7 separate regions of the Mus musculus genome follow, and regions 1, 2, 3, 5, 6 and 7 are each linked to region 4. The links are chromatin contacts, called in public Hi-C, HiCAR-type and HiChIP or PLAC-seq maps. All regions are on one chromosome and are shown on one strand. Each heading gives the region's core, a stretch centred on a gene start, on an enhancer-like site or on the middle of the called end of the contact. The rest is flanking DNA. Distances are from core to core; before and after follow the strand shown. Region 1 overlaps Zbtb20 (zinc finger and BTB domain containing 20). Region 2 overlaps Zbtb20 (zinc finger and BTB domain containing 20). Region 3 overlaps Zbtb20 (zinc finger and BTB domain containing 20). Region 4 overlaps Zbtb20 (zinc finger and BTB domain containing 20). Region 5 overlaps Zbtb20 (zinc finger and BTB domain containing 20). Region 6 overlaps Zbtb20 (zinc finger and BTB domain containing 20). Region 7 overlaps Zdhhc23 (zinc finger, DHHC domain containing 23).

Region 1 (3,162 bases), core at 207-2,706, 270 kb after region 4:
GACATGAGGCCAAGACACGAAGAAGAGAAACAGTGTTCCATATAATGATGAGAATTGCTTTTCTGAAACTTTTAAAAACATCAACATGTAAAAGCATCCTAATGAACCAGAAATATTGGCTAATTAATTAACTGTCATGATATCTGAGTTTTTCAAAATAACAAGGCAATACAGTGGGAAACTGACAGGCCACAGGTTAAGCAGTGAATGAGCCAGATGATGAATGCACAGGAGTTCATTACCGTAATCTGCCTACATTCATGGATTTGAAAATTTTGAAAAATCATCTTAAAATATATACTTCATTTGAACTTTCAATCATTTATCCATTATTTACAGACTGATTCACACATTGTTCATATGCAAGGGACTATAGAAATGGAAAAAGTAAAATATAATGCTTTTGTGGGCATTTTGATTATAGGAATAGAATTTATTTATTTAGAATGTCTATAAAGACTTTGTAACTAAATGAAAAATTCTTAAGTTAAATTTTTAAAAAAGGAACAAAAAAATTACAGAGGAATTCCAAGCACAGCATATTCGAAAACTATGTCCTCAGAAGAAAATGAGAGTTAGAAAATGTATCAAATAGGTATTAATGGTTAGATTTAAATTATAGATATAATTATTTTAATTTTTCTTCATTTTACTCCTATGTATTTTTCCAAATTATTTTTAATGAACAAGTATCATTTTTAAATGAAATAAATAATTGTTCATTACTAGACAAGATGTGCTCCCTCCTCTAGAAGGTTTCCATGTACTAAAACAGAGAAATGCAAGCACACAGCACTGCCCACTCCTTCCCTCCGCCCTGTATCTTCGTGCCTGAAAGCGGATACACCCAAAGGCCAAGCCCATCAACTTATACTTCATCTGATCACAGAAACAGAAAACACTGGGGAGGAATCTGCTTCTTTTGCAAGTCAGCCATAGTGTGGAATTGTGGCTTTTCTGTGCTGATATCATTTTGTGAGTAATGCTAAGAGAGAACAAGTTAAAGTTACCAAGTAGGCCTGTTCATTGTGCCTCTGGGCTCCCACTCAGAGCAGGTTTACCTTGGGTAGCAAAACAAGTAAAGCAGGGAGTCGGGGCTGGGGACGGGAGAAAGAATAACAGTCCTAAAGCCATGGCCTTCGGTGGCAAGCAGGACACGCTCAGGGACAGAGATAGAGTGGTGACAGAATTAGAAACAGTAACGGTGACAACTATGGATCATGTGCAGGGAGCATGGAAATTCCCCACAGAAAGCTCTGTCTCACCCTAAGAGATGATTTTCTTCATTTACTGCACATTCATATGAAGTGCAGTCAAGAGTGTAACTTTAAAGGTTTGGATGACTCTGCTGTTTATGACTAAACAGGACTAGAGTGCCAGGCAGAAGAGAGCCAGAAGCCAAGCGAGGTGTTCCTTCCCTCCCCCTCCCTCTGGAGCACATTTGTCATTACAGTTTACAGCCTGCCAGCCTCTAGCAAACTCAGCTCTTTCTGGCTGTCTCCTACCTTCCCATCCTGCCTTGCTCTCCTCCAGGCACCTACTACCAAGACTGTTCAAGGACACAATGCTACACTACCCTTCTAGAAACTTCACATAGTCTCACCAGAAGACAAGCAGCCAAACTCTAAACCTGTGTTTGCATTATCTTGGCACTATTAATTTCCAGTAACAGACATGTTTATCTGTAGCTCCACAGGCCGCTCCCTTTTCTTCTTGGGGATATATGCAAGTGTGGCTATGTCTGTTTTTAAGATTCAAAAGAGGCAAATACATTTCAGATTTACAAAAGATTATATAATATAAACCAGAAATTCAAAGAGACAAAAAGTATGTTTGAAAGACTTCCTGTGTGTTTTCCTAATGTCAAAATGACTGCATTCTCCACAGGGAGCATCAGGCGCTATCTTCACCTTATTCTGTTTCTGTCTCTATAGAAAAATTTATTTCCAGAAAGACCTCCAAACAAGTCCTTTAGTTTTTCCCCCCATGTCTACTAAAGTCATTCAAAATGTTTACCAATATTGTGATATTGATTCTTATTCTTTTATATCTTATCAGTATCAAAATACATTCTGTTCAAATTTAATCTTGTGGTGGTAAATTCACTACAGCCCCTAGATTTACTTCTTGTTTGTCTGGAGTTGCTAAACTTGATATGAATACACTTTATTTCTTTGGACTTCAAAATTCTGGCCTGCAATTGAGAGACAATGAAATCTTACTTACCAGCCAGCAAGTTGTGTGAAATATTCAATTGCTGATGATAAAAGAGTCTGAAATGGAAAAGGATACCATAAGTCTTGGTATGTGTTTCACCTAATATATGACAATATGCTAATCACAGAAAAGAATACACTTGTCCCTCCCCTGGGACCCTGGCTTGATCGTAGAAAGTAAAAGACGGTTCCTTTGGGAATGAAATCACAATTAGACCCTACTGACTGGTGACTTGGTGAGTGCCTGAATATTTAACTTGATGATCACTAACCAGATGCAGCCAGTAATAAATGATCTGCTAACCCTTTATACAATACACTCTGTGTAGAGAAAGTTCAGTTTCATAGTTAATTATTGTGATCTGCTTAAAAAATAATCAAACTTTTGGTCACTACAAGGATTTGTAGTTCTGTTTGAATTTTACTGTACTTTTCATTAAACATTTTATAAATATAAGCAAACTGGTCTCTCCTTGCTTTGGGCTGTTTGCTAACCATGTTCGGGATGTTCAGTCTTGTGACAGTGATGGCAAAGCAAGCAATGGACAGTGTACGCCAGCTTTCATGACACTTCATCAGAGTACTGGCTGGACTGTCCTTCTCTGTTTGTTTTGTTGTTGTTGTTGTTGTTTTTTGTTCGAGACAGGGTTTCTCTGGGTAGCCCTGGCTGTCCTGGAACTCACTCTGTAGACCAGGCTGGCCTGGAACTCAGAAATCTGCCTGCCTCTGCCTCCTAAGTACGGGTAGTAAAGGCATCCGCCACTACCGCCCGACTTATACTATCCTTTTTGACTACAAATTAATGTATGGTTTTATATTCCAAGCTAGGTAAGAGAAGCACAAATGTGAACTGAAACCTTTAAAACTTTTATGCTATGTCACAAAATAATAGATTGAAATAAAAATTAACATTAAAATATTTTCAAATGTGGAACAAACAAGCTCC
Region 2 (3,138 bases), core at 511-3,010, 350 kb after region 4:
CCCCCAAAGCTCAGAATTGTTTAGAAATACATTAGAAATGGAGCATTCATACAGAATTATCTGTGAGAATGAAAATAATTATACATCAAAATGCAATTCTCTTAAATTAATACCAAGAACCTATAACGCATGATACTCTTACAGTATATGGCTGAGGAAATTATGCAAGTGTGGTTATGCATATGGACATCCCATCGGTGAGAATATTCTAGACGTTTCAAGTGGGTTCAATCAAGTCAACCTAGAAGCAGACAATTTTTAGGTTTGGAATGTAGCGATTCTAAATTTCTATTCTATAAATGGGAGAAGGGAAGTCCGAGCAATCTCATGGTATTTGAGACACTATTGTTGGCCCTGATATATAAAGACAACATTCAAAGAGCCAAGGATGACCTTGACAAGTCATCATTAAGGAAAGGAGGTGTTTCATCTCAGAGTTACAGGGAACAGTATCAGTTCAGAAGCAGGGTCTTCCTTAAATCCTGCTAGGAACATAACCAGATCAGGCCTTTATTACAACCTTATGAAACCTACAACAAAGAAACTGGTGAAAGCCAAGCTAAACTCCTGGAGAACAGTGAAATAATAGAGTGTTGTAAGCTGCTAAGTTGATCATAATTCCTCTTGGCAACAACAGAAAAATATATAGGTATTTATTTGTACATTTTTCTATTTTATGTGTCTTTTTCTGCTTGTGTTTGTTCACCATGCCACAGTCTGGCACGTCAGAAGGGATCAAACCCCTTAAAACTGTTTTTATAGACAGTCTGAGCTGCCATGTGGGTGCCGGGAATCGAACTGTGTTCTTCTGCAAGAGTAGCCACAGATCTAATGAGTTGAGCAATCTATCTAGCCCCATACCATTTTTTTTATTTCACTTGTTTTTAAATCATATTCCAGAGAAAATGGAGTTCGACTAGGCTTATGGACAGACCATGAGGTTCAGTGTCCTTTACCTGGACTTTATAATTTTGCCTGTTTTTTTTCATAAGCAAAGACACTTTCAGTGCCTTGCTCTATTAGTCATAAGCACTAAATTCAATGTCTCGAAAAAAAATAAACATAATCTGTTGACAGCCCAATATTAACAAAGGCTTGATAAGAGACATTTAAAACCTGCTGAAGGGAAAGGTAATTCTATTAAATATCTGCACATCATACGTAATCATAGTAAACACAGTGTGCTATTATCATTATGAAGCCTGTGTAATAGTCATGTTATCTCATGAAGGCTGTCTTCACACCACCCTTCCTTACATATGATATTTTCCCTGAATTGACGTTCAGAAATACTTTTTTCAAGGAAAACACTAGAATACTGCATTAATAGAATAAGACACTATTGTAAGAAAGGCTGTCGTATCCAAGCACTTGCAGCATGGAAGGTTTGAAATTCCTTATCCTCAGAGATTCACTCAAGTTCAGACCTAAAGTTTTTGAGGTATAGCCACCAGCAACATTCTGAAAGTGGAAGATTTTGAAATCAGCTAGGAATCATTTTCCCAGCAAAGAGTAAAGGCTTCTGTGGGCCGCACATACTTTCCTTTGTAATTGTATCTCAGAAGGGAACAAATGCAAAAGAAGCAGGGTGGAGAGCAAGTGCAACTGGCCAGGGTTCTCAGGGAAATAGGATCAGGGCAGTCAATGCTCTCCCTGCTGGCTAGGAAGTGTCTCTGGTAAGACTGACCAACCCTGGACCTCACATATTTGCCCTCAGCTTCTACAGGGCCACGGGAAGCAGAGTAGTATTGGCATAGGAGGCTGGGGAAAGGCCAGGTGAGCAACAGCACAAACCCATCTGTGCCTCTGGATGGCCTATTCGGCTTACTACAGGTCTCTGCAAACTTCCTAAACTTTGGACTGTTTGTAAACAGATGCCATCATTTTGAGGGGCGGTGAAGCTCATGTGGGGCAAATTAATCGCCATTTGATGCCAGGTCCCAGTTAGTGTTTCTAAAGGGAGAGGATAACAAAGCCCGCCAACTCTCTCTTTAAGGGCTATTCAGATACTAAATAAACCAAGAACATTTTAAAATGCAATCTCACAAAAATCTGCTCTGCTTAACCTTCTCTCCTTCTTTAAAAAATAAGAAAGGCATGATGTTCTTTTTTTGTTAATTAATTCATTTTAGACAATTCCTTAAATTTTCATTTTAATAAATTTTTGTGTGGGTGCATTAATTACTTTCAAAGATGCTTTACAACTGTTACCTATTAAAAGCCTTTGTTAGTGAATAAAAAAAAAAAGAAAGAAAGAAAGAAAAAAAGAAAACCTTCCAGTGTGCCCCCCTCCCGCTCTGAGCAGGTCCTTGCTATCAACTGCTGGAGTATTCTCGCTTTGCACCTAGAGCTATAATTATTTTGCTTTAATTTTACAAAACCTTTTGTTCCATTCCCATGAGCCCACCTGATCCTTATATTACACTCGCTCTATTAAAACACTCATGCAGAACAAAGCATGGCTGTACTGATTCATAAGTAACTTTTCTTTCCTCAGTAAAATGCCACTGGCTAGGGTGTGGGCCACTCTCGGTTGCCAATTTTCATGCACTAGAGATATGTTGTTTCAAAGTCTTGTAGTCTCCTCCACCACCCTTTGCTACATTTTCTTTTTGTGATTTTCAATATATTTTGACTATACATAATTTTACTCTAGGCTAGGGCAATATAAGTGGTATAATGTTGAGAATGCCACATATATGAAAAGATTATAATCATGCTACGATTTTTCTTATTCATATATAGGTTTTTAAAGTCATTTTTTGTGCCTCCTTTAACTTCATTTTCTCTCCTTTCTCCACCCCTTTTCCTTGAGCTCTTGCAACACATGTGGGCTTTTGGCAGAAAAAAAAAATTCAGTGACTCATCCAGAGAATTGTTTGTTTGCTCTGAGGAGCACTCGGAGGACCCTCTGGGCTGCACAAGGAGCCCTTTGATCCTGGAAATGTGATTTCTTCCAGATGTTTTCCCCATAGCCACCTTTCTGCAGTATCCCTCCTCATTCTGTATCGTAAGAATAAATACTCAAAAACAGTTGTAACAGCACCCAGGTTTCCTGAATGCAGTGTGACAGAGACCTGACAGCTATGACTTAGCCATTGTGTTCTCCTCGCCTTCAGCAGCAATGAAAGAAGGTTA
Region 3 (3,151 bases), core at 467-2,966, 380 kb after region 4:
GCCGAGTAACTACTGACATTTCTAATGGACCATCTTTCTGAATCACCATAATGAATATTAAGTGAACCAGTAAATTTGTCTATAAAGGCCAAGGGGCATAACCAAGAGTATAGTATCAAAATGTGTAGAGATAATGAAGTTTTGATAATATTTTCTGATTTTTACTTTATTCATTAATTTTATACCACTTGGTATACAGTAAGTTTCAAAGATTATCAAAATGATATTTGTGCCCTATAAAGCATTGTGTACACTGCTTTTAGATGAAACCATTCAGCCTTCACATCAGGGGTTGGTCTCTGTCAGGGAGACATGCTTAAGAATGATCTCCATTGGGAGTCAATATGGTTTCCACACCTGAACGCATTACCTGTGCCTCAGCTTACTGATTTCAATTGAGATGCCTTCCCTCCCTCCCTACTTCCCTCCCTCCCTCCCTCCCTCCCTCCCTCCCTCCCTCCTTCCCTCCCTTCCTTCCTTCCTTCCTTCACATTTTTTGCTGCTGTTATGTTTTATGATAGTCTGAGTTCTAAAGAATATTGTGATCTTATGGTGTTGAGAACTGGTTTTGATGTCTGACTCAATGGAAAGAGTATCTGCTCAGCAATTTTGCAAGACACTTCGAAAACCAGCATCCACGATGCTACTTGCTTCACTTCAAACACAGTCTACCATAAAGCCACCAGGAGAGATGGGCAAGGCCAATTTCTCTCCATCCGGGTGGTTTTACCTTTGAAGCCAATTCTAGTATATGAAAAATAATGCAGACTTTACATAGAAAACACCTGAAGATTATGCCACAGACAAAATGGATATATATGAATAAGTACTTCTCTTTTGAGTCAGGAAAGTAAGTATAAGCAAGGAAAGAAAAGAACAGGAGGCTGGCACCTTGTCTGCTATGAATAGAAGCAGAGTCTATAGCAAATGATTTTCTTCATTATCCCTTTCCTAAGTGCCAGAAACTTTACCAGATACCTCTTTACTGTAAGTAATCTCAGATTTCTCACTTTTTAAAATGTTTTTAATCATACTGAGAACATAGCTTTTTATGTGTATTTACCCATTACACTGATAAATATTGGGGATTAAAAAGTGAATGGCCTTACTTTTTGAAACCTTACTGTCTAGAGGCTTGAACTGTTGTAATTATAACAAAATTAGCAACCATTACTTATGTTTCAGTCTGGATCGGCAACAAAACCAAGATGCCAAGGTGCCCTCGGTTCCATTTCTCTCAAAAGCAAAACAAAACAAATAAAAAAGAACTTAAGAGTCATCAGACAAAGGATGCAGACATGTTAACCCCTAGGTCTGACTTCAGACACTAATCAAAGACTGTAGCGAAGGAAGTGAAGTGAAATGGAGGAATGGTCTGGCCCTCTGGGAGGACCTGCATGGCAGAAACCAGGACACCGTAAGGACACCACATTCGGCACTTCCACAGAAGACTGATGCTTAAGACTGACAGAAAATACCACACTGCCAAACTTAGGAGGCCCAAGAAACCTGACTTTATTACAAAAATGTTTATTTTGATCCAATACATGTAAAGCCTCTTTCCTCATACTATTTCTCACCCTGAATGCAGCACTAAAATGCTTTTCTTTCTCTCTCCCACCAACTATAAGCTTGTGTTTCCTACCCTGGGCATCTGAATCTTTTATTGGCTCCAGTTCTATTCACTGCCTGTTATTCAGACACTGAAATCCCAAATGTTAATTGTTCTTCCAAGTACATTGACAAAACAGCAGCTAAATAAGGGTAGAGCAGACTGTGGTAGACTCTGACATGCATTTATGGAACAATGGGACTCTGAGAGACAGCCTTGTAGCTCACGGGAAGACATAAGATGTGCTATTTTGACTGTTTCATAGCAGAATGGGGAACACACGCACACAAGGGAATTATGCATTTTTACTTAGGTTTGCCCCAAATCTTCAGGCTATAGAATCCTGTGATGTCATCAGGAACTTTCCATTTCCATTGACACAAAGGCTAAAAATTCCGAGTGACATCACCAAAGAAACTGAAATTTACTTTGATTCAAAAGAATTCATTTACCTCTTAAGAGTCTGGTTTAAGAATGCACACATCTTTCCACACAGGATTTATGCCACCGTGCTGATGCACAGTGGGCGACACCCTCCCTAATGAAATTCAAACCTGCCAAAAGAAAGGTTTCATAATTTCGAGGGAATAAAAGCCACCCTGAAATATTGAGCTCAATAACTTTTTTTAAAAAGGAAATCATTTAAGGATATATTTCTTTGGGGACATTCAGATGTTCCCTCTCGACTGGTTACTATGATAGCAGTGGTTTTGTCTCTTTGTGGATTGGTCACAGAAAACCCAGAGGAAGGTAAAGGACGCTCCCACTTACAGGAACACAGTGCAGCCCAATCTTTTGTTTTTAAGGTGCAGTGATTTCAGTCTCAAAATGTAACTTCAGGCAGTCTGAAAAGAAACAGGTTAAAATCTCTTTCAGTTATAATTGGTATTTCAGATTTAATTAAAAATTAAACTTTCATAATGTTTCCCCATCCAAAGCAATGCATTATCAGTCAAGCGGAGCTTTTTTATCCCTGTTAAGGGGGAAAAAGAAAGAAAGAGAGAGCGAGCAAGAGAGAGGGAAAAAAAAAACCTTTTCCCTGGGATTCTTAATGAAAATAAAAGGATCTAGAGATGAAACAAAGGTAATTCTGAAAAAAAAAAAAAACAAATCTCCCTCCATGTAAAGGGCTGCATTGTGGTATCGGTAGACATTTCCTACAGTGAATTTATTTACAATACAAGCAATTTAGAGGAAAAAGAAACATCCCAAAGAAGAACTTCACAACCCAAAGAGTAGGGAAACCATTACAATCATAGGTCAATATGGGGATATCGATGGATTGAATATACAGGTTAAAGGAAAATTATGACTGAGAGAAATTAGAAAAACACTAATAGGTGGTTTCAGATGATTTACTTATGGGGCAAGGCTGCAAATTAGAGGTAAACCAATTGAGTTAGCAACACAAACTGCAAAATGCCTACCGCACTGCATTAGGGGCTGCCTGTGCCCCACTGCACATCATACTGTACTTTGTGTACCATCCTGTCACCAATGTAACATGGGAAGGTCATAAGGGTTGAAAATTATGACTGA
Region 4 (3,092 bases), core at 114-2,613:
ACTGCTGTGACTCCCCTCTTTCAGACAGGATGGCTCCTCTCTGCATCACTCTGAGATCCCTCAGTGGTTGCAGGATTCCTGCCTTACTCACTAACTCTTTATTTCACTAACAGTTCCGTGCTATTGGCTCTCAGAGAGAATGGGCTTTCTGTGGAAGGGGAGTGTCTTAGCAGTTGTCCCATTTCTGGTGTTCATCCCTTTCTTTACTCCGCCTTTCTGCTCCCCTCCCCCACTCCCCCATCCACACTCTCGGTACAGAGACTAAGTGGCTGTGATGTGCCACAGAGGCTGAGCAATCTTGGTCCTGTCCTCCTGGGGTTACTGCCTATTCCATAATTCCATACTGTGAACCATATACACAGCAGCCACTTGCGAACTGTTTGCTGACAGAATTAAATAGAGCTGAAATTTAAATATACTTGGAGACCAGTCCTAGTTTGAATCTCAATTAAGCTTCCTCATTTTATGCGGCAGGGGAATCAACCTGGATTGGTTGCTTTTTCATTGATTACAAGAAGAGTCTTTAGTAAGAGTGGCTGGTCCTTGTAAGTCACCTAAATATAGGGACAAAACACCAATGGCCATCATTATGTAGCAGAAAAAAAAATGGTCTCTATGTTTACAGACAAGGCCTCAGCTAGCTTTTGACATGTGGTTCATGGAATTAAGAGCACACTCTTGCACCAGTGTACTGCCAAGCCACCCATGAGGTCTAACTCTGGAGAAATTGCACGGCTTATGCCCTTACTTCTTGTCCTGAATTAGAGTTTGATGCATGCCTGATTTTCTGTGCCCCACCTATGTCCAGGACCACCTTTGGTGGCTGTCCATGGCCCAGGGACATTGTAGCCACCTCAGCGAGTAGAACACATTCAAACCCAACCTGCCTGGCCCCTTCCCTTCCTTGCTTCCTGCCAGTTCACTTCTCCTCTTACCACGGCAGTGCTCCAACGTCACAGACCAGAGCCCTGCACACTGTCCGTTGGAGCACTTCCTCTCCCATTCCAACCTCTTTTATAATTCTCTGGGATTCCTTTTTCTGAAGCCAAGAAGCGTTAACACAAAACAGCAGTCTGTCTGACATGCACAGGTGCTGTTCTATGACCAATTTTTTTTTCAGTTTGTGGTTTATTAAGGAGGAAAGAGCAAACTCTCTTGTAATTAACTGAAAATGCCTTCTTTGGTTGCATAAAGGGGATTGTATAAACATGGCACATCTGAGGACATGTCTGTACAAGTCTAAGTAGTTTGCACTATCCCCTGGCGCCTGTAGAGGGCAGCAGCACACTGGCTGACTCCAGGCAGTATTTTAGAGCCTAAACTACCAGAACCTTCCTCCTGGTCACCATGCCAAAGGCTGGTGTGCCAAGCTCTCTCTGGCCTGGCCTCTCAGTCTCTTTCAAGTTTGTTCTCTCCCCGCCTGCTGTGCATATTCATATTCTCTCTCTCTCTCTCTCTCTCTCTCTCTCTCTGTCTCTCTCTCTGTCTCTCTCTCTCTGTCTCTCTCTCTCTCTGTCTCTCTCTCTGTCTCTCTCTCTCTCTGTCTCTCTCTCTCTCTCTCTCTCTCTCTCTCTCTCTCTCTCTCTCTCTCAACTATACACTCTGATGAGGTTGTCCCTCAACCAGAAAATGAAAACTTCTACGTAGAAGTCAGAGAAGCCAACAACAACAACAAAGAAAAAACCCGGGGGAGAGGAGAAAGGGGCCGTGAGGGAGAGAGACTTCAGAACAAGAAAAGGGCAGATGTTTCGCAAATATATGCAAAGCAAAACTGGGTGTACCCTGAACACTTCTACAGAAAAACAGGCCAATCATTGTGCACTTCCTCCCGCCACACTGGTGCAGCTCTGCATTCAAAGAGAGAGAGAGAGAGAGAGAGAGAGAGAGAGAGAGAGAGAGAGAGAGAGAGAAGTGTGGCCGCAGGCACCCGCCTTTCAACGGTCAGTTCTGACATTCTGACTGAACATGTCCCAATTGTCCAAAGAACAAAAACATTTTCATCTCCCCACTGTGAACATTTTTGTTATGAGAAAAAGGCTGCTTTAAGAACCAGGAAGGCGTTTAAGGTGAAGGGCAGCTGAGCTGGCCGGCAGAACCTTCTGGTCTTTAACTCTCCCTGTGCTGGCCCCGGCAGTAAGTTGAGGGCTGAAACATAGCAGTGAGTGAGGCTGTGGAGGCTGCTGGCTCGTCCCAAACTAGACCATATTGTTTTTGCAGAGAAATATGCATTAAAACATATGGATGCGCTGTTAGGTATTAAGCCTGTTAAATGCACGGGAACAAGGCAGATCGGTGGTGTTGGATGTATACAGTTCACACTCCTTCGCACATATTGCACACATACAGTGGCAGAAGTGCTTTCTGCAACATATGGAAAAATAAATATTTTATCCATGCGAGCTCTTATCAGTCTCCAGGGTCTGTTGAGAGGCGAGTGCTCTCTTCCATCTTTCTCCCTCTCTCCTCCAATTCTCTCCTTCCACTGGGCTCCCACCCTCTGCTGCAGATTATGCTTTCCACTAATCAGCCTGGCTGGAGAGGAAAGAATTAGTCAGAACCTCCCTTTGATAAATAATTACGCAGTCGCGGGATCAAGATAATTGAGATCAGTGATGCCTTTCTTGGCCTTTCTGGAGTCGGAACCATTTCCTTACTTACTCTGCTGTTTAACTGTAGAGTGTCTGCGGACAGACGGAGAGGGACGAAGGAAAAAGCCACCGACACTCCCACCTAGGGAGGGGAATTTAGGAAAACTGAGCTCCACTAGCTAGCAGCCTTGTGCCCGAGGCAGGTTATTTTGCATCTTTGAGGCCTTATCTTCCCTATCTGTAAAATGGGAACAGCAATGCCTTCCAGCTATGGGCTGTGATTAAGAATAAAGGAGACGAGCCAGGTTGTGTTTAGCACAGTGCTGGTCCAGAACCAAGTGCTGGAGAATGGGGCTTTTTGAAAAATATTAGTCCTGTGGTGTTCATGTTAGCTATATAAGTAAGATCTTCATCTTAGCAGTATTTTGAATATCTGGTTCAGGGGCTAACTGCCATCAATGGAGAAGGAATGTTAACTGCCCCCTTCTGTTCACATGCCTGTCA
Region 5 (2,972 bases), core at 422-2,921, 440 kb after region 4:
AGACCGAATATAGGGAGGAGAGATAACTCACAGGAAGAGCTCTGCATGCAAGAGGCTCAGGGTTCCAGCCTAGTACTGAGAATATACTGGTAAGATTTTAAAAATTAATTCTCAAAATAAATGTAAATTTAAGGAGAACTACAAGTTTTAGGCTGAATTAGCAAGGTCTTTTTCAAAAGATAGTGAGAAAAGAGGTCCTTGAGTTTTTAATGAAAAGAAATAAAAGTTAGCTTCCACTGCATACTGTTGAGGGATAAATCCAGAGAAGACTGGGTTGGATATCACAGCCCAACACTCTGAACCTCCACAGACTGTGCTGTCACCAGAGCCTGTCATCCAACTATTTACTTTTGATCTAAAAATATCCTAGTCAAAAAGACTGAATGATTACTCCACAGTGTAGCCCGTATTTAGTGATCTGAGAATGAAATTTCATTTCATGCAAGCAAATGGTTTTGCTCTCCCAATCAACGAAGAGCTTCATCATGTGGGAACCATCATTACAAGGGAATGTGAATGACAATTTTAAACAAATGGATTATAATAGAAACGTCTAACAAAGGCTATTTTTCATAATGATATTGCCATTAGAAGAAAGTTAAGGTCTTTCTTTTCACTTAACTTATGAGAAAGAAGAAAGGCGGTTGGGGGGGGGGGAAATGAATGAATGAATGAATATCTTTTGCTTCATAGTTACCCTTCATGCTGCTTAGGAACTCCACTTAAATGTGTCACTTAGGCCTAAACATACAAAGCTTACTCCTAGCGATGAGCATCGTGGCTTTGCTGGGGTTGAAGAGGGTGTGGGAATTTTAAGAGTCTATTTTTGAGCACTACATCTGTGAAACATATGAAATTCATTTGGCCAAAGCAGCATTGTAAAACTAACATTATCAAGGGACTTTTCCTGGGAGAAGAACATCACAGTGACTGTATAGAGGACATGTAGGAATCTTTCCTTCAGAGAAAGGGAGGTGGTGGTTGGAGCATGAAGGAGACTAGGTGGATACTGCTTCCAACTGGATCTTACTTACACTGCCCTTCCATAGCACTTAGTGATGGTATAGGGAAGAAGTCTGACCTCACCATGGACTTTGATGCTTTAGTTATAGTGTGACACACCCACTGAGCCAAGTGTGGGCATCTTCTCTGGGGTTATCTGTACCTTGTGGGACTTGAGAAAGTACTTCCAGAATGACTCACTACTCAATGCACATTAAACAAAGACATCTTGCCAGTGAAATAACATAACCAGCCCAGATACTTTCTAACTTCCTGAGGTAAAGTATCTCATTGGCAGATTCATTCTCATTTTCCCTAATCCATACTCCACCAAACCAATACAAAAAGAACAGGAAGAGAAAATAAACGTAAGAAAAACAATTAGCTAGTGCCCTCTTCAAAGCCTGTAACATTATCTAGAACAACAGCACGGCCATTGTTTGTGCTGCCCAAGCCCTGCATGTCTGCTAGCTTACCCGATGTCCTGAGGGAATAATAAACTAAGCAGATTAGATGTAGACTGATTTGTTCACGCCATCACTGCCTCACACAACACACACACTGTTCTGAGTGTCTGAACACATGCGGGCAGGTAAACCCAGAAAATGGGCACTCCGTGTTGGCAGGAGGGGAAGAGGCTGCCAACAAACAGGGCCTGTTTATTATTTAACAGTTGGTACTGCTAGAGGCCTGGCACAGCTATAGAGCACTCTCTGTTTCACTGCAAGTCAGCCTGATTATGAGAGCGTGTGAGCCAAATTGTGTTTACCATAGTCTGTGAGAACTTCAGTGCCCCCAACAGACATGGAAATTCTTACAATAGCTCTCATCCAAACAGAAAATCATCCCTGAGATGGAGGTAAAGGGCTCCATGTGCTTAAATCTTGTCTCATCAGCTGGCTGTGGGTCTCCCCAGGCTTTTGCTTTTCACTTGTTCAAGATAAATCCTTCCTTTCCAATGCCACAGAATCTAACCCTCTGCTTTTGGTTGCTTTATTTTGGGACCTACATGAACCAAATACCATGGGAGTCACGCACCTACTTGTATTGCTTAAGCCATCCTGCAAGTGTGGCTTTCCAGCCAAAGCCTCTGCTGCCCAGGACAGCTACCCCCTGCTTCTCCTTCGCCGGGGCTGCCTCTGCAGTCAGTCTCTTGTCTGCCAACATGGGCCACAGGTGGATGCCTTCCTACAAATCCAATCAGTGGGATAATGTGCTACTATCACAAGAGTGGACCTTAATGACAAAGAGCCCTGCTTAGATGGTCACCCCATTAACTCTGATTCGATTATTCTGCCCCAGAAGAACACTTGGCTTCACAACCACAGATGGCACCTGCCCAACAGAAAACCTGTAGACAAAGTACTCGCATGTGGTTCATATGTTGTCAAAATATTAAATTTGATGTTAAAAAAATACATGTGTCATAAGAACTCAGAGGCACTGGCTCCCTAGGAAAACCCTCACTGCGTTTTTTTAAAGGCAATCTGTGGCAAGAGCACAAGACTGCTGTGTTAACCAGGCAACATGGATAATCTAATCAATTCCTTTAAAATTTAACATAAATCAATATTCCCTTTAAGTATAAGACCCTGAGGTTTTGTCCTGCATATTCAACTTAAGCAATCTTTGAAACTTTATATAATTTATTTCTATACAACTGTTTATATATTCAAAATAAAACTGACTACAAAGAAACTAGTTCAATATTTTGAACATAAACAATATCTTGGACATATTTTATCCTTAACCATGATTAGATATAACCAAAATGCTTCTAAAATTGAAAATAAAGGCAAACCACTTATCTTACTCATGACTGTATAAACTAATTTTTGTTATTTGTTCTTTTTGTTTGTTTGTTTTGCTTTATTTTGTTTTGTTTTTCAAGACAGGGTTTCTTTGTGTAACCCTGGCTATCCTGGGTCTTACTCTGTAGCCCATGCTGGCCTTGAACTCAGAAATCCACC
Region 6 (3,128 bases), core at 423-2,922, 320 kb after region 4:
AAAGCATCATCCCTTCTGTTAATTAGGCATTCTTGTTTTTTAAAATGTTGAACATCTTAAAGCTAATATGTCAGGATATAATGTTACAGTGAGCAAAGCTACTAGGTCAGTAAGACAACTTAGCCGGGACATGATTTTAAAATAATACTTCCATTTATGTTACTATCCCAGAAGTGAATTTTATTTACAATGATTAAAATATCTCTTTATTAAATTTGATTCAAGTACTAGATAATATAAATATATTTACCATGTAAAATTACATCAATGTAATTTTATATGATAAATATTAAATCATTGTCTCATTTTTATTTTGATAAAATTTCTTGTAGGTGGTATCATTTCATGTTAGGCATTTTATGCTGCTTAATATTATAATTAATAATTCATATTTTTGTCTTTCCCTTCTCATTTCTGACAACTTTTATTTTTAATCGGTGGGCATGTGCCAAATTGGTTTGTTATTTATTTATAATGTAAAATGACAAGGGAATTGAGTATGTGGAATAGAGAAAGAGGTTGTCTTTTAAAAAATAAAACTTTCTCAGTAACGGGGATGTTTCTTGTTTATCCTTATGGACTTGAGTATTTGTGAGAGGTTAGAGCAGATGTCGTTGCCCTTGCATGACAAAACTGTGTTAACTACATTAAATAGAACTGCTATTTCTTTCAATTCATTTTAGCTTTGTGTAGACATCTGGACATATGCATAAAAAAGAAAAAAAAAACCCAAAATTTGTAAAAGATTCCCTGGTCTGATAGATCCTATAGTGCCAATTAAGTAAAAATTCTGACAAAACAGATCTATTTGTATTCTTTCCTAAGCTAAAACATGCAAATTTAGGAACAAACAGAAAAGTCCAAAGATACTGAAAAAATAAAATGTTCTGTCTGTGGTGCTTTATAGAATAGAACATTACGTAATCTCTTTAACTCTGCACATAACAAGGAACCACATATCCTAAAAGCTAGAGCACTGACTGACTGCCAGAAACTTCAGAGAGAGTTTCTAGAACATGGGCTAGCAAATCACTAGTGGGGCTCATTCTAAAGAGGACCCTCAGGCCCCGCTAGGAGCCACTGTCAACGGGGAGTCTGCACTGATGTGTCTGTCCTTCCAGGCTGCATACGCTCCTGGCACAATTAAGTTGAGTACTACACTTTTACAGAAAAACTTGTCTAGCCCACAAGAGCTTTCCATTGTCAAAAAAAAAAAAAAAAAAAAAAAATGCTTTCAACTCATCCTGTGTCAAACATTAGAGAATCCAAGGAATACAAATTTCATCAAATTACATACTTCTCTAAGTATCTCCCATTTCTTTTATTAGTTTAACTATCATGAACTATTACTGGGCCCTTAGACCAGACTCTGGTTAATTTAGATGCCAGCACTTGGAAGAAGAGAACTTAACATAACAAAAATGGCCCTCTATCTCATGAGAAACCTATTATTTACAGTTTAAAATTGTAATACAATATTGAACATTTCCAAAATGTTTCTGACTTTAATTACTTGGATAATTATTGAAATTCAGACTGTTGTAAACTGTCACTGAGTCAGATGTGGGAACTGGTGAAATCCCTGAGTGACAAGTCACTCGGTGTCAGTATGAGTCAGAACACAAGCATTCTGACACATCACTGTGCTTTTCAACCTCGAGCAGACCTCCCCCTCCCTGCCTCTGGGCACACACTCACTTTAAAGGCTCTGTATCCAGGAGGCATTTTATCATGGTTATGTATACAGTGCTCATCTTTCAAAACTGTACTGTGAAAAAAGCTAACTGTGCAATGTGAAAAATCTAAGATTAAACAACTGGTGTGGTTCAGCTAAGAATGGGAAGAGCGATGCTATTGGCCAGTCATCAGAAGCAGTCTTTATGATCTGGTTAGAGGTTGCTTGTTTGTTTTTAATTTATTATTGTGGGATTGTACAAATCCTTTCAAAGCAACATGCTACTCTAGATAGAAGAAAAGAAGAGCTGTGTATCCACGTGTAGACAACGCCATGACTACTACTTGGTATCTGTATTTCACCAATTAAATAAAACAAGAATAGGAAGTCATATCTTTAGTATAGCTTTTATAACATGTTCAGCATATGAAAGAAAATAGAAACTACAGTAATGAGCACAATGGTCTTGAGATGATAAGACTTTTAATAGAGCTTTACCTGGTCAGGGTATTCACAACATGCTCCCTATAGGTAGGACACAAACAAATGAATGCATGCGTACTTTAAACAGTCAAGAAAATGTGTGTTTCCATTTGCAGGGAAGAACATCACTGTGCTTGATAAGCACTTTAATTTTCATGATACAGCACTTCTGAATATGGACAGTGAGTGAGAATTCAGTTTTGCTGAATAGGTCAAGAAGTAGAAAGGTGAGCAGGATGAAGAACATTTGTGTGTGAAGATGCGTGTGACCTAAATTTAACAATATCATCATTCTATGCCCAGATATTTTTGTACAATAAGAATTTTTCCTCATATCTGGAATATACATACATACATACATACATACACACACACACACACACACACACACACACACACACATGTATAGTACATATATTATGACAACCTTTGAGAATTCCTCTAAATACCCCAAATGGACTTCTACAAATGCAGACTTCCACGATTCTATCTATTGGCATCTGAAGGAATGTTTCCATCAGTTCCTTCAGAACATAAGAACTGAGTTCTGTTTAGAATACAATTATTTACATAATCAGCAGTACTATTTTCTCTACTGTTTTGAATAAGATTATGGAAACATAAAGCATTAAATCTGTTCCTAGATAAAAATAATTTTTATCAAGCCCAAATGGTATCTAAAAGGTGAGGACAGGCTGAGATGGACTCCTTGGCTTCCTTCTGTCCAACAATTTCCTGTTTCCCTATTTCCTATGGTTACCACCATGAAACATGTGAAAAACTCAGTAGGGACTCTGTTTCAACTTTTCCTTTCAAAACAGAGTAAAAGCTCAATGGAAAAAAAATGTCCTTCCTATCTCCATGCCAGGCCCCATGTAAGATCCACAAACTTAAAAGCCAGGCAAATAGTATTTTATATGCCCAAAACTTAGTGACACGGTGCTATAAAATTCCCCAAATTTAGGCATGT
Region 7 (2,944 bases), core at 442-2,941, 390 kb before region 4:
TTTACACTTGTACTGTTTCGGGATCCCAAAGATAATCTGTGAGACCTTAAATTTGCCTTGGCCTTGTTGCTTCATAGAGGAGAAACAGTACTTTGTGGGTTTCTTGTTGGTTGCTGTTCTGTGCCTGCTTGTACACACTGAGGAAATGCCCCGCCTCTTGAGTTAGTCTGCCCTTAGCGCCGCGTGCCACCCTGAGACTTGCCATTAACCAGGGCTCTCCTGAAGACAGGTACCACATTTTCATTCAGGCTTGTCATTGATCTCCCCAGATAGCTATTGTTTAATAAACAATAGACTCCATATTCCACTGGGTAAGCCAGAGCGAGCTTGGGGATGTTTGCTGACTGCAGTTTCTACGGCAATGCCTGTCCCTGGTCTAGATTCAGACATTCATTTAGAATGAGAGTTGGCGTGGATACAACTATTTTCTGTCGTTGTGGGTTTTAGGTAAGAGAGATGGTAGTAATGTCAAAGACAGCGTATGTGGGCAGAAATTGGTAGTTTTCATGTCTCTTGAATGCCAGGTACATAGCCAACTTTGAATGTCTAACTGCTGAGAAAATTTACAGAAATCGGATAGTCAGTCCATGTGCCTGCTGCCTCTTGAGCTTGCCACTCAAGGGTCACATGAATGAGGCCACTCAGTTTCCCTCAAATGGACAGGGATTCCTTGTTGGCTTTGTGGCTCACAGGAATTAAGAAGCTGGGACTTTTCTTTTTAGATTTTATTTTGCGTGTGTGTGTGTGTGTGTGTGTGTGTGTGTGTGTGTGTGTGTATAGGGGAGGCCAGAAAACCTCCCCTGGAGCTGGAGTTATAAGCAGCCATGAGTCAGCTATCCTGGGCACTGAGAACTGAACTTGGTCCTCTGGAAGAGCAGCACGTGCTCCTAACTGCTGAGCCATCTCTCTAGCCTCCAAAGCTGACGTTTCTGGAGAACTTTGACGGTTTGCAGAACGAAGCTCAAACCTGTAAAGGGCTCAGTCCGCTCATTCGTTTGTTTTTTACACATGTACTGTTTCTGGGATTCCAAAGATCAGAGATAATTTGTGAGACCTTAAATTTGCCTTGGCCTTGTTGCTCCGTAGAGGGGAAATGGGAACTGTGCACGCAGCTTTTTGCAGTTGGTTTCTAAGAGACAGTCTACAATCAGACCTTTGTGCTTTATGATCTTAAGATGTTTGTGGGATTCTGGCATTCTCCAGACAGTAGATTTTTTTCACTTGGAGTCTTCAAAAAGGCAAGCCCTTTGTGAGTGGGTTGTCCCAAGCATCCGTGGATAAGCTAGCAGTCCCTTGACCATGGGAGCAAGAACTCCCCACCAAAGTGACTCCAGATAAGCAGGTCCTCTTGTCCTACATCTAAGCTTCATAAAGATCCCTCCCTGTTCCCATCCTTTATGTTACTGCCATACTGTCATGTATATTCCCAGGAAAGAAGACAGAGCTTGCTTCTGAAAAACTCAAGGGCAAACACTAGGGATGAAGACTGGAAGGAAGGAGGAATTCCTTCCTTGGTAGAAAAGTGTTTTAGGAGCTTACAAAGTACTGTGTAGGTCACCCTCACTGCCTCGTCGGCAAGCCACTCTGACACTGCTAAAATGAAGCCTTAAATGTGTTTTGGGGACAATGCTGTCTGCTCCCTCAACCACATAGTTGCTAGGATATTGTAAATCTCTGCTCTCCCAGTGGCATTTTCCTCTGATGAATGCACTGACTGTTTGTTGTCCACTGTACCGCCTGCCTGGAAGGCAACTGCTGTAAGCTTGCTCTCTTACGCAATACTCCTTGGTACTCTAATATTTTTAGCAAAAGAAAACTTTGTATTCAAGAACTTCCCACTGCCAGAAAACACAATTCCAGTAAGAGTCTATGTAATACTGATATCTGCCTGCCTGACTTCCTTCTTTTGGGTAGGACATCAGCTTTTATTATTAAGCTCAATTGACAGAAGTGAAAACTTGTAGAAGCACAGCTTTAACCATGACGTCTAATAAAAGCAATGCTCCACGCACTCACTCGTTGCTTTAAACTAGCCGAGTAGATTTCTGTGACGGAACTTCCCGTTAGCCATATTTTGGTACCCTGCCTTTCGAAAAGGACACTTCTCAAACAAGCAGCGGGTTCGAGTTGTGCTGCTTGAAGCCTGGTTTGCTCAGCGTAACTTTGCAGGTGAACTGTTTCATGTTAAACACGCAGAGGCCGTGTGGTGGGAATGAAAGCCATGCTGACTAAACTGAACACCAAATGAAACTCAGTGTGTTCTTGTGAGTGTTTGCTGAGATTCATGGAACTGTCCAGAAGCAGCGGCCAGACTGAGTCCTGTTGCTGTGAGCTGGCTCTGAGCATTCCACTGTAGGAACAGCAGGCTGAATGGTGAGCAGAGCACATGGCTCTCGCCACATTGGGCTTGAGACTTCTAAGTAGTGGAGATGTCCTGGTGTCGCGTTTCACCTTTAAAAACCCCTACTTAAAAGGCAAAGCTTCAAACCCAGAGCTAGTCTGCTCTAATGGTACAAACGAAAGCCTTTCAGGCAGAGCCACTGACAAGATGCCATGTCAGAGCAGCCAACTCAAGCTTGTGCCAGAGTCTGGGTGATTGGATGACGTGTGATGTCTTTGGGGCCTTTTCGTGATCCGATTTCTGTGTCTGATGGTAGAGTAAGTGAATCCTGGGAATGACTTTAATATTAAATTCAGTATTTGATATGGATGGCCTACAACATGAAGTAGGATTCCCGAAGCCAAGCTGAGGCTGAGGGCTGGGCTCTACTCTTTTTGTCCCTTTGTCTACATCTTAGCCTTTAAAACTGGAATTTTACAAACTCCTGCCTTTTGTGCAAAATAATGTGACCACATTGTTTAAAAGGAAAATAAAGTGCTTTCTTTTATGAAAACTGTCTGTGGTTGTTGGTGTGTCCTGAAAGTGTTTTGCTCTGAGCTGTGG

Evidence for each region. A called contact is a pair of places that touch in the nucleus more often than the background predicts. HiCAR-type assays count read pairs that join an accessible place to other places. HiChIP or PLAC-seq counts read pairs in DNA pulled down with a chosen protein or histone mark.
Region 1: a contact with region 4 is called in a Hi-C map of uterus, with 3 times the contacts expected there. The contact joins two enhancer-like sites. A contact is called at or near these places in 5 of 484 Hi-C or Micro-C datasets (Sertoli cells, muscle stem cells and uterus) and 1 of 115 datasets of contacts at active chromatin or transcription factors (cardiomyocytes).
Region 2: a contact with region 4 is called in a Hi-C map of liver, with 3 times the contacts expected there. The contact joins two enhancer-like sites. A contact is called at or near these places in 3 of 484 Hi-C or Micro-C datasets (Sertoli cells, liver and uterus) and 1 of 115 datasets of contacts at active chromatin or transcription factors (fibro-adipogenic progenitors).
Region 3: a contact with region 4 is called in a Hi-C map of cortical neurons, with 2.4 times the contacts expected there. The contact joins two enhancer-like sites. A contact is called at or near these places in 4 of 484 Hi-C or Micro-C datasets (adipose-derived mesenchymal stem cells, cerebellum, cortical neurons and 1 more).
Region 5: a contact with region 4 is called in an H3K27ac HiChIP or PLAC-seq map of stem cell-derived neural progenitor cells, with 3 times the contacts expected there. The contact joins two enhancer-like sites. A contact is called at or near these places in 2 of 39 promoter capture datasets (hippocampal neurons and neural stem cells) and 1 of 115 datasets of contacts at active chromatin or transcription factors (stem cell-derived neural progenitor cells).
Region 6: a Hi-C map of muscle stem cells shows a contact between it and region 4, with 2.4 times the contacts expected there. The contact joins two enhancer-like sites. A contact is called at or near these places in 4 of 484 Hi-C or Micro-C datasets (liver, muscle stem cells and myocytes) and 2 of 115 datasets of contacts at active chromatin or transcription factors (fibro-adipogenic progenitors and heart atrium).
Region 7: a HiCAR-type map of astrocytes shows a contact between it and region 4, with 2.2 times the contacts expected there. The contact joins two enhancer-like sites. A contact is called at or near these places in 2 of 39 promoter capture datasets (cranial neural crest and hippocampal neurons) and 2 of 115 datasets of contacts at active chromatin or transcription factors (astrocytes and embryonic forebrain).

Annotation. Positions count from the first base shown.
Region 1 is chr16:43,301,680-43,304,841 of GRCm38.p6, reverse strand. It overlaps Zbtb20 (zinc finger and BTB domain containing 20), which reads right to left. Exons shown (of 11, transcript NM_001285805.1): 4 at 2,227-2,273. Among named protein-coding and RNA genes, the nearest start is that of Gm9968, 60 kb to the left of the region's middle. Within about 2 kb of position 1,456, at least 77 of the 459 cell types and tissues checked have an H3K27ac peak or open chromatin away from gene starts, as enhancers often do. A contact at or near this core is called in muscle stem cells and uterus, where this site is marked.
Region 2 is chr16:43,221,288-43,224,425 of GRCm38.p6, reverse strand. All of the region lies in intron 2 of Zbtb20 (zinc finger and BTB domain containing 20), which reads right to left. Among named protein-coding and RNA genes, the nearest start is that of Gm25873, 97 kb to the right of the region's middle. Within about 2 kb of position 1,760, at least 39 of the 459 cell types and tissues checked have an H3K27ac peak or open chromatin away from gene starts, as enhancers often do. A contact at or near this core is called in liver and uterus, where this site is marked.
Region 3 is chr16:43,192,771-43,195,921 of GRCm38.p6, reverse strand. The region is part of intron 2 of Zbtb20 (zinc finger and BTB domain containing 20); the gene reads right to left. Among named protein-coding and RNA genes, the nearest start is that of Gm25873, 68 kb to the right of the region's middle. Within about 2 kb of position 1,716, at least 17 of the 459 cell types and tissues checked have an H3K27ac peak or open chromatin away from gene starts, as enhancers often do. A contact at or near this core is called in cortical neurons, where this site is marked.
Region 4 is chr16:43,572,407-43,575,498 of GRCm38.p6, reverse strand. All of the region lies in intron 7 of Zbtb20 (zinc finger and BTB domain containing 20), which reads right to left. Among named protein-coding and RNA genes, the nearest start is that of Mir568, 67 kb to the left of the region's middle. Within about 2 kb of position 1,363, at least 195 of the 459 cell types and tissues checked have an H3K27ac peak or open chromatin away from gene starts, as enhancers often do. A contact at or near this core is called in astrocytes, cortical neurons, liver and 4 more, where this site is marked.
Region 5 is chr16:43,129,435-43,132,406 of GRCm38.p6, reverse strand. The region is part of intron 2 of Zbtb20 (zinc finger and BTB domain containing 20); the gene reads right to left. Among named protein-coding and RNA genes, the nearest start is that of Gm25873, 4.7 kb to the right of the region's middle. Within about 2 kb of position 1,671, at least 73 of the 459 cell types and tissues checked have an H3K27ac peak or open chromatin away from gene starts, as enhancers often do. A contact at or near this core is called in neural stem cells and stem cell-derived neural progenitor cells, where this site is marked.
Region 6 is chr16:43,251,780-43,254,907 of GRCm38.p6, reverse strand. All of the region lies in intron 3 of Zbtb20 (zinc finger and BTB domain containing 20), which reads right to left. Among named protein-coding and RNA genes, the nearest start is that of Gm9968, 110 kb to the left of the region's middle. Within about 2 kb of position 1,672, at least 63 of the 459 cell types and tissues checked have an H3K27ac peak or open chromatin away from gene starts, as enhancers often do. A contact at or near this core is called in muscle stem cells, where this site is marked.
Region 7 is chr16:43,964,983-43,967,926 of GRCm38.p6, reverse strand. Zdhhc23 (zinc finger, DHHC domain containing 23) reads left to right here. Exons shown (of 5, transcript NM_001007460.2): 5 at 1-2,890. Among named protein-coding and RNA genes, the nearest start is that of Zdhhc23, 13 kb to the left of the region's middle. Within about 2 kb of position 1,691, at least 60 of the 459 cell types and tissues checked have an H3K27ac peak or open chromatin away from gene starts, as enhancers often do. A contact at or near this core is called in astrocytes, where this site is marked.